Regions from separate parts of the Canis lupus genome. Here region 1 is linked to region 2. Evidence: chromatin contacts called from public Hi-C data. All regions are on one chromosome and are shown on one strand. The core of a region is the stretch at or near the end of the contact, and the rest is flanking DNA. Distances in the headings are between cores, read along the strand shown. Region 1 has its middle 9.7 kb from the start of PDGFRA. Region 2 has its middle 120 kb from the start of CHIC2.

Evidence for each region. Hi-C and Micro-C count contacts between places; a contact is called where the count stands out from the background.
Region 1: a contact with region 2 is called in a Hi-C map of liver, with 7 times the contacts expected there. The contact joins two enhancer-like sites. A contact is called at or near these places in 4 of 9 Hi-C or Micro-C datasets (amygdala, blood, liver and 1 more).

What each region holds. Positions count from the first base shown.
Region 1 is chr13:47,405,782-47,411,211 of UU_Cfam_GSD_1.0, reverse strand. No RefSeq gene overlaps it. Among named protein-coding and RNA genes, the nearest start is that of PDGFRA, 9.7 kb to the left of the region's middle. Within about 2 kb of position 2,856, at least 2 of the 20 cell types and tissues checked have an H3K27ac peak or open chromatin away from gene starts, as enhancers often do.
Region 2 is chr13:47,170,911-47,176,551 of UU_Cfam_GSD_1.0, reverse strand. No RefSeq gene overlaps it. Among named protein-coding and RNA genes, the nearest start is that of CHIC2, 120 kb to the left of the region's middle. Within about 2 kb of position 2,546, at least 2 of the 20 cell types and tissues checked have an H3K27ac peak or open chromatin away from gene starts, as enhancers often do.

The DNA of each region.
Region 1 (5,430 bases), core at 1,607-4,106, 230 kb before region 2:
AAAAAAAAAAGTAAGATTTCAGTGACAAAGATTACATATTGTCCCCTAGTAATCATTCTCCCTTCCTTCTCCCCGTAATTAAGCCTCTGATTTTTTTTTCTTCCTGGGACACAACTTTTCTTTCTTGTAGCTAGATCTGGTCATAAAGAAAAAGCTCTGGTCAATGGGACATTGGCAGAAGTCATGGGTGCAGCTGCCAACAAATGTCCTTAATAGTAAAGTGCACATCCTTCTTGACCTGGTCTTTTGGCCAGATGGAAAGCAGACCTATGACTGGCGCTTCAGCAACCATCTTAGACTGTGAGGCAACCTTGAAAATGGAAACCATGCACGATGGTGGAATACATGGAAGGCCCCCTGACCTCCCAAGCTCCAAACACCCTGAAAGACTACCTACTGTCTTCTTGAAAATGTTGGAAAAAAATGAAATCATTAGTCATTCTCATGGAGTCTCTTATTTTGAATTTTTTTGTTCTTGCCAGCCCAGCTTGGTGCTAACAAAATCAGAACGTATTTGTCCATTCTAACTTCAAACACAATCACCTTTGCCCCAAAATGAAAACTGGGGATAGAAGAGCAGAAACACATCACAGCTGCATGACATCCCCATCAAGCCCACCAAGGCTTGGATGTCTCCCTGCTGCCCTGCTCACATGGACAGTATTCCTGGGCGCCTGGGTGGCTCAGCCGGTTAAGCACCTGCCTTTGGCTCAGGTCATGATCTCAGGGTCCTGGGATTGAGTCCTACATGGGGCTCCTTGCTCAGCAGGGAGTCTGCTCCTCCCCCTACCCCTTGCCTTCCCCTTCCCTCTGCTCATGCGCTCTCTTTCAAAAATAAATAAAATCTTTTTAAAAAGGGGGGGAATCTGAGCACAAATGTGTGTGTGTGTGTGTGTGTGCGTGCTACAACGTTCAATTCAGGCATGGTGCTTATTCAACTTTATTTGTCTCTGCATAGTCAGTAATGAAAAGGAGACTCTCAAAGAGACAGGGTATGAATTAGCTCCCTTTCCCCCATCCTTTCTCCTGGTCTCCTATTTTCATTTTTCATTACATTCTTGCTCTTACCCTTCAGGATAGTCTCACAGTCTGCACACTTCTGGCCCTCTCTCTTTGCTGCCTCCAGGTCCTCAACATATTTCCATTCCTGTTTGATTTTTAGGACTCTACAGATACGCTTTCAGAAATCTGAACTTTATGCCCATATTTCCAGGTAATAGAAGCTTCCTGAAAGTAAACATGCAGGGAGGTTAGGGCAACTACCACCTGGCCCCTCTGCCGGCCCATTGAAGCAAGCTTCAGGAGGTCTCTCCTCTCCCTGCCTTCCATCTGCAGCTGCAGATGTGGCATCTGGGGGCTGACCTCAACCCCGCAACTCAGCTATCACTGAGTCTTGCAGCATAAATTCTTTCCGCTCAGAATTCGAGTGAAGGGGGTCCTCATTGACCTAAACTAAGGAGCAAAATCAGCCTCCCCTTAGCTTTTACCTCTCTGGATTCTGTTGGTCAGTTGACAAGTGTTTATCTGACACCCCCTGTGCCAGGCATTGTGCTAGACTCAGGGATGCTGTCATAGAGGAACAAACAAGACCTCTGCACTATGGGCCTCAGCTTCGGGGGGCAGGGGGAGACCAAAGGAAAGCAAACCCAGGCCCTGGTTAAATGGCACATGTGACAAGTGCTCCTCCATCATCCAGTGATGCGGGAGGCTATCACAGGAAGCCAGAGCTGCTCCAAATCCTCAAGGAATAGTCCTCTGAGGAGGTGATATTTAAAGCTGTGAGCAATTCTGAGGAAAGTAGCTATATTCTGCTACATTTTAAAGAGATTTTATTTATTTGACAGAAAAAGAGAGAGAGAGCACAAGCAGAGGGAGAGGGAGAAGCAGACTCCCTGCTGTGCAGGGAGCCCAATGTGGGGCTCGATCCCAGGACCCTGGGAACATGACCTGAGCCGAAGGCAGACGCCTAACTGAGTCACCCACACGCCCCCATTCGGCTTTTATATTTTAAGACATTCAAAAAGTTAGGTCCCGCAAGAAGTATGGGTTTGGGGCAGTTGCAAAGATAGCAAAGCGTACCCTCCTGTTTCTGGAAATGACAGTTTCTAGTGCCCCCCAAGGAACAGTAACGTTCTGATATTGAACCACAGAATGATCGAACACGCTCATCTAAGGGATTGTCCTTGTTCGAAGGAGACACTTGGGTTCCCTTGAGATTGCCTATCATAAAATTTGAATATAACCAAGACAACACCAGATCTGGTCCTTGGGGTGGAGCAGTCTCAGGGAGATAAGAGGAAGGCGTGCTGTCATCCAGCTCCCCGAGCTAATGTTTCACAGGCCGACAATGACAGAACGATTGCCTTTGATTAAAGCACGTTGTCAGTTATCCACTGGGCCCAGAAAGCCGATTAAGAGTTTGCACTACAAAATAAAGAACTCAGGGCCCTTCAAGGATTCCACAAGATATCCCAAGTTCCTCATTGTGTGTGAATGTGGTTAATTATTGTGTTGCTCCCCAAGTGTATTTATGAAATGACTTCACTGCCTGGGAGATGTCTAAATAAATGGTTAACTCGGATTAAAGAAAGAATAAAAACCTCTGAGCTGTCCTGGAGTTCTCCCTGTGCCGGGCTGTGACTTTGAACCACTAGAGGACGCAAGAGGCCAGCTCAGGATCTAAGTCCACTCAGCAAGTCAACATTTGTGTGTAAAAAGAAGCCCAACTGTTCTTGGAGAGGAACCAAGTCAGGGTCTCTCCCTTTCCTAAGACTCCCGTTGCACCCCTAGAAACGGGTTCAGTTCCAGTGCAGCCCTGGGTAGGCTTGAGCTTCGCCTTGAATGTCTGACCCTGCCTGGAGACATCCTCACAGCACTCAGGTTTGTGTGTCAGGGCAAGGGGGAGGGGAGGAGGGTGCATGATGCAATTAAAACTAAACCACTAAGGAGATACAGCCAGTTGCCAACCCCCCACCAGACGTCAGGCTCTGTGCTGGGTCATGTCCACAAGAAAAGTCTGGTGATAGGTGAGAACGTAGAGGCAGAAACATAAAGCCCTGAAAGCACAGGATCAGGGCGTTTTATCCAACCTCACAGGTTGGGGAGCACTTTGTGGGGGCAGTGTCTGAGCTAAGACCTGAGCATGATGAGTAGACTACCCACGGTAGAAAGGGGAGAGATGGGGTCCTTGCAGAGGGAAGGGTTTAAGCAAAGGCGCAGAGGCCAGAGTGGAGACAGAGGAGGTCATGCTGTCCACCAGCATCAGGGGCGATAGCCCTTGCCTCTGTGGGCTACTCTAGAGAAGTTTTCAAGGCCCCCAGGCAGGGACTTCACAGAGATCGCTCAGGACCTGAACTGAAATTCAACTCACATCAAAATGCCTAGAATTGGGGATTCCCTGGATGGCTCAGCGGTTTAGCACCTGCCTTTGACCCCAGGTGTGATCCTGGAGACCCAGGATCGAGTCCCACGTCAGGCTCCCTGCATGGAGCCTGCTTCTCCCTCTGCCTGTGTCTCTGCCCCCCTACCCTGTGTCTCTCATGAATAAACAAATAAAATCTCTAAAAAAAAAAAAATGCCTAGAATTGGCTCCCATAGCAAATAACAGGGCATCCTAACGTTTAGTCTGCATTGATCATTGGAATTCTCAAACATTACAACATAAATTTTACCTGTTGGCAAGGAATACCACGGCACACTTGGCATTCATTACCATAAAACCAGTATTTTGACAGCCGGGCCTGCACTGTGGAGCTACCAGATTGAATTTTCTCAGATTCTCCTATGGAAATCCCCCCTCCAAAACGGGCAGGCATCATGGAAAATATTTCTTATCAAATGGTTTTCTATAGCAGCCCTGTGAACAACCTGATATTATTCCTGTTGGTTAGCCGTGTTATTCCACTGGGGAACAGTAACGCCGATTGAGCCAGAGCGATTTATCCAACTAAAACACGCATGCTTTTATGGCTAGGTCGTGTTACGACAGATACAGATAACACTCGACTGACACAGCTTACATCTTTCAGAAGAATTTTGATAATTGAGATCCAACACTTCTTTCCATTTTAGTCGGATTCAGGCAAGATTATGATGACTTCCAGTCTCTGCATTTAATTCTCTACTGCAATCCCATTTTCTGCTAAATAAGGGTGCGATTGCGTGGTTTTATTTGTAAAAACACACAAAAGCCTACTTAAGACACGTTTCAGTATAACTTGTGATAATCAGAGACACACCAGACTGTCAGCCATGCAAAAGGTGAAGAATAACTTATATATAAATTCTGTCCAAGATCCGCATGAGCCATCTGAATTTTCCAGTGACGGAATCTGGAGTCCCCTTGACAACTCTGGCACATGCAACTGCTGTTGCTGTAGGTCTCAAGCAGGGTAAGCATCAGCAATTCATGTGGTGTAACCTAATACCTAGCCTACTGAACTACTTTATTATTGCAGGTAAAAATTTCACATTATATGTTTATTCTCCACACTTAAAAAATGATTTGTCTGAGGCGCCTGGGTGGCTCAGCCTGTTAAGCGTCTGCCTTCAGCTCGGGTCATAATCTCAGGGTCCTGGAATAGAGCCCAGGACATCTGGCTCCCTGCTCAGCTGGGAGTCTGCTTCTCCCTCTGCCTCTGCCCCTGCCCCAACCCCTGCTCATGCATGTGTGAGTGTGCACGCTCTCGCTCTCAAATAAATAAGAAAGACAATCTTAAAAAAAATAATAATTTGTCTATGACTGTGGAGTTGAATCTTTTAAGTTTTGTGCTGGCATTGAAATGAGATTGAATGTATTTCCAAATAAAAGACGATCTAAAACTGCAGACTCACACTTCAGATAGTGGTTATCTATCTATCTTATCTGCCCGAGTGTTGTCTGCTTTCCCTCAAGCCACCAATAAAATCTGAGAAAGTGGAATTGGCTGTTCAAGAGTTCCCTGCTCCCACCCCACCTGGTCGACCGGGGAGGAGCTTGTCTGCTGGATGCTGCTTAATACTTGGTCTTTGAGCGCAGAGTTGCCACGACACTTGGTTCATATGCACGGTCCTCTCCCTGACCATCGTAAGAATCATTCTAAGCTGTGACAGAGAGCTCATCCTCATGTCACTGTCACTTCCTACCATCCAGAGGACAAAGGCCAGTCATGTCTACATATGACCTGAAGGACACATGAAAGACATTGCAATTATTTGGATACTTTTGAATCCGGACCGACCCCTGGAAGTACAGGTCACTCCATTAATTTCAGTTTTTCTCTTCCATTTTCCACGAGCTCATACTCCTATGCCATTCGACACCTTCCAAGAGTGTTTCTGGATGTGCAAGCTCATCCGGTGTCCCTCACAGCCATGAGCGTAAGGGCAGCGACGCAGACAGCGGATAGGACAGATACTGACTTGGACAAGCCATCATTCTCAGGTGCGGGG
Region 2 (5,641 bases), core at 1,297-3,796:
CCTTAGGTGGCCAAAGTCTCCCCCAGTGGGAGGTGCTAACAAGCTTTGAAGAGGAAACAAACAGAAGCTCAGAAAGTGCAGAAACCGTCAAAGTGGATTTTTTTTTTAAGCCACCCACTGGAGCTTATCTCTGGTGTTCACTACGAGCTGTTAAACTTTTTCAATGTTGAAATCATTAGCCCTATTATTGTGTCATTCTGCCACAGTCACTTTCATCCTTCCATGCACCCACCAGCCACCTCCGCTCCTCCCCACAAGCTGAATTACACGACATTCAAATCTTCTGAGATGGAACTCCCCAAAATATGCTCTTCTTTCAAAATATGTTCACATTCAAGTCACTCAGGTGCTCCGTTCCTTAGTCAAAGACTTCAGACATTTTAAGGAAGAAGGATAGAGACGTTGTGAAGAGGGCCTTTGGCCTAGTGTTCTGTGCTATTCTTCTAACTCTTCATTCAATCCCCGCCATCCTCCCATCTCACCTTTTATCCATGGTTCTCGACTGTTCCCTCATCCTCCAAGGAGCTCAGTCAGACCACAGGACAAAAGTAGCAGGAGCCAAAGGGTTCAAGACTCTGACTTTTGTTGGTACTAAGTTGAGATCCTAGAGACCCCACAACCTTTCTGCTTTGACTTTTCTTTGTCCTAGTACGTCTCTCCCTTGGCTCTCTCCCGACCAGCCATCTGTTCTCCCAGGGTCTACACCTGACTCTGAGGGGCCAAGGGGCCAGTGGTTCAGGAGAGCAAGGCTGTGGGGTCAATCAGGCCCTGGCTTCAAGTCTAATGTCTGAGCGACCTTGACCAAGTCCTTTACCCTCTCCAGGCTCAGTTGTCTCATGGGAATAATAGGGTTTTTGTATCTAATTTACAGGGTCTTTTGTAAGGACTACATGAGCAAATTCACACATGTGCTCTTTGTTTTTCCAAAAAAATTGAAATCGGGTGACCTGAGTGACTCAGTCAATTGAGTGTCCGACTCTTGATTTCTGCTCAGGTCATGATCTCAGAGTCATGAGATCTCCACTCCAAGCCTAAGATTCTCTCTCTCTCTCTCTCTCTCTCTCTCTCTCTCTCTCCCTCCTCCCCTTCCTACCTCTCTTTCCCTAAGGAAAAAAAAATTGAGATGAAATTTATATAGCATAAACTTAACCACTTAAAGCAAACAATTCAGTAACATTTAATACACTCATGATGTTGTGCAATCACTACCTTTATGTGTCTTTGAAAATATTTTCCTCCAAAATAAAATACCATACTCCCTGGGCAGTCACTTGTCCTAGCCCCTGGCAACCACCGGTTTGCTTTCTATCTCTGTGGATTTATAGACCTTTCCTATAAGTGGAATCATACAATACGTGACCTTTTGTGTCTGGCTTCTTCCACTCAGCATGCTATTTTTGAGGTTCATCATCTGGGGCATGGATCATGACTTCCTCCTTGCATTCAGCTTTATGGCTGAATGACGTTCTGTTGCGTATATGTGTATAGACCACAATTTGCTTATCCCTTTGTCTGTTCGTGGACATATGAGTTGTTTCTACATTTGGCTACTATAAATAGTGCTGTTATGATGACTTGTGTGGATAGGCCTTCCTTAGAATGTAGCAAGTACTGAATGACTGTCGAAGAAGCAAAACCAAAGTCCAGGGTTTTGTACCGATGACCAGAAGATTCCTTGCCTTCCCGTAATCCCACACAGCTTTATGTTTTACGAGTGGCAGGGCTTTTTAGATCTTCGCTCATCTAATCTGTCCTTACTGACACAGCACAAGTGGGCAGGAGTTTGAGCAGAACATGCTGGGTCTTGCTCGGGTGTACTTGTTTGGCTGGATGACTAAAACAGACCAGGGCAAGGCTCTTTTTTCTAAGGCACTAGAAAAATTAGAATCTCACTAAGCTTCACTAACCCTTAGAATCTTACCAAGCCTCAGTTTTCTTTACTGTAAAATGGGGATGATAATGGAGACGATCAATGGTCCTGGTTTACCTGGGAAACTAGTCTTCAGTGCAGGATAGGTCCTTGGACATGAACTTCCTCCTCTTTCTTACTTCCTACTAAAAACGAGGAGATATTGAGACAATAATTCCCTGATGAGAGAAAGATAACAATGCCCCTTAATTTTCATAGCATGTGGTTTTTGAGCTCCCAATAATGTGCCAGAGACTGGGGCTCTGGGGATACAGCAGTGAATAAAGCAGACAAAACCCTTGTCTTAATGAAGATTATATTCAAGTGGGAGGGGATAGACAATATGTAAATTAAATAAATCAAAAAGGTGTTAGTCTGTTACGAGGTCATAAGTTCCCTGGAAAAAATAAAGCTGGTGAGAGGGGAAGGGTCTGTTGGCAAGAGGGGAAGAGTAGTTTTGCAGTTTTCCAGAGTGCTGTGGCCAGGACTAATTTCCTTGAGAAGGTGACACTTGGTCAAACAGTTGAAGGCGGTGAAGGGAGAGACAGGGGAGTGTCTGGAGGTGAGCAGGCCATGCTGAGACAACACAAAAAGGGCAAACACACATGCCCTGAGGCAGGAGCTGGGCTGGAGGTATTGAGACAAGGCAAGGAGGCCACCAGTGAGCAAGCAGGAACCCTGTTGGGGGAAGTCAGAGAGGCAGAGGGAGCCAGGTGGTGTAGGGTCATGCAGTAGGGACTTTGGCCATTGGCTAGAGAGAGCTGACAGGGCTTGGGGAAGGGGTGACAAAGCCCTGCCGAGGCTCTCCAGCTCATCTGGAGGAAAGCCAGGTCTTTCCCTTGGCCGCCAATAGCTACCATTACATAGAAATCGGAACGTGTGTTTCAACCCCAGCCCAAACATGTCCCTCCTTTCCCATGTCCCATCTTCTTCATCCCAGTGTGTTGCCACCACCGGCCCGGCTGCTCAAGGCACACATTTCAGACTTCTCTCTTGATTATACTCATTCTTGCATGTCTTTGTTCATCCTATCGGCAAGTTTCACCAACCCTACCTCCCAAACAGATTCCAAATACGACCATTTCTCTGTCCCACTGCTGCCAGCCTCATCTAAGTCATCAGCCCTCTGGCCTGGGGTGCTGTCCCCTCAGCTCACCTGCCACAGAGCAGCCAGAGGGGCCATTAAAAAAAAAGATTTTATTGATTTATTCATGAGGGACACAGAAGAGAGGCAGAGACACAGGCGGAGGGAGAAGCAGGCTCCCCGCTGGGAGCCCGAGTGGGACTCGACCTCAGGACCCCGGGGTCACAACTGGAGCTGAAGGCAGATACTCAGCTACTGAGGCACCCAGGTGCCCCGGAGGGGTCATTTTATTTTATTTTATTTTATTTTTAAAAGATTTTATTTATTCATTCTTGAGATACACAGAGAGAGGGAGAAAGAGACAGAGACACAGGCAGAGGGAGAAGCAGGCTCCTCGCAGGGAGCCCGACGTGGGACTCCATCCCGGGTCTCCAGGATCACACCCTGGGCCGAAGGCAGGAGCTAAACCACTGAGCCACCCAGGTGCCCCTGGAGGGGTCATTTTAAAACATGAATCTGTGCTGAACCCCCTTCTTAAAGACCTCTAGGGACTCCCAAACACCCTCAGAAAAATGGAAACCCCTTTCTGTGGCTGACAAGGCCACTTGTCCAGCAAGACTATCCCCTTGACCCTGTCTACATACTAGTCACTCTAACCACTTGCCTTCCTTTCTCATCGGGGCCTCTGCACCAGCCCTTGTCTTTGCCCTCCACATAAAATGTTCTCCTCCCAGTTTCTGCATCAATCTGTTCCCAGCTTTAATGTCACTGGCGTTCCCAGGGTCACAGTCTACAGTAGGCAACCCTCCTCAACAAACTTGTTACCCTTTATTAAATATCCCATTTTATAGTCTCTATAGCACTTAATCCTCTTAGAATCCATCTTATTTATTAGGCATAAAAATGATTTATTTGTTTAAAAGGCATGTAAGCTACTTAAAAGCTAGGGCCTGGGATCCCTGGGTGGCTTAGCGATTTGGCGCCTGCCTTCCGCCTGGGATATGGTCCTGGAGTCCCAGGATCGAGACCCATGTCGGGCTCCCTGCATGGAGCCTGCTTCTCCCCTGCCTGTGTCTCTGCCTCTGCCTCTCTCTCTGTCTCATGAATAAATAAAATCTTAAAAAAAAAAAAAAAAAAAAAAAAAAAGCTAGGGCCCTATCTGTCTTGTCCACTACTGTGCTCACCAAACCTAGAGCAGAGCCTAGTCCATAATGGGTGTTCAACAAGCAGTGAGTGAATGAAAGTATAGTGAGTAGAAGAGCTTACCAAGCATCTGTCCTTTCCTCCGGGGTCCCACGGGACCCTGTCTTTCCCTCATAAGGCTCTTACTACCTTATGCTGGAAAGCCTGGTATACGCCACGTCTGCCCTCTAGTTCTCCCATAAAGAAGGGAATTTTTGCACCTGCCTCAGCACTTAAAATGTACCTGGCACACATAGGGACTCAAACCATTCTTTTTCTATCAATGGATGAGTGAAGATATACCCGAAACAACGGCCACTCAAAAAAATGTCATTTCTCTGTCATGCACAAGTCTAGCTGGCATACGGCCTTTACTGCTTGAGGTGTTTAAGAGCCCAGTTTGTTCCTTACTGTGCACGGCCTGAGACAGCTCACTGCCTTCTCTGCTTTGCCATGCTCAGGAAGGGGGGAGGGGAAGAGGGCAGGCAAATCCCTCTCTCTAAGGGCGGGGCCTTGGAATTGCCATCCTTCAGTTCATATCCCGTTGGGCGGAATTAAGTCACATGGGCCACTTTTAGCTGCAAGAGAGGCTGGAAAATGTAGACTTTTACTGGAAGGGAGGCCATACCCAGCTTACAAGTATGCTCTTGTGGAGGAAGGGGAGGACTCGGGATCTCTACCACTCACACCCAGTACTTCACTTACCCTCATCACAGCCCTATTACACTCGCAGCGTATACATTATGGTCTCCATTTTGCTGATGAGAGAATTGTCACTTGGAAAGGTGGGGTTTCCCCCCTCTGGCTAGGTCAGTAGTTTGCACTCATGCATGCATGCATTCATTCATTTATTCATTCGTTCATTTTGTCGTTGTTGTTTCAAGTTATTATTTAAATTCCAGTTAGTTAGCATGTAGAGTAATATTAGTTTCAGGAGTAGAATTTAATTTAGTGATTCATCACTTACATATCATACCTAATGCTCATCACAAGTGCCCTCCTTTATCCCCGTCCCCCATTGAACCCATCCCCCTGCCCGACATGTGGAAATGTTAAATGACCGAGCTGGGAAAACACGAGTGAGAAACAGATTGGGAACTTGCAAGCCGGCCTTCTGGTACCATGGTGGAGAGGGAACCATCTTGTTTGCTGTGTGGCCAGCAGCTCGGTTGGGCAACAGGAGGATGTGGCCAATCATTCCAATGCCCACTGAACATCTACTCCAAGCGAGGCTTCCTGTGGGAATCCTGGCCAGACCTACAGCGTCTCTGGGCCTGGTGCCCCTCTGGGGAGTGCTGGCCCCACACCCGAGCCCTGGTGAGGTGGCACTTCCCATCCCTCTGTGTACTGGGTGGCAATTGTGCGAGCCTGTCTCCATACTCCAAATACTGCTGGGGCTGCCGAGGGGGAGGCAGGAGATAGGAGCCAAGGTTGTCTCGGCTGCTGGCTTGTTTTCAGGACTCTTA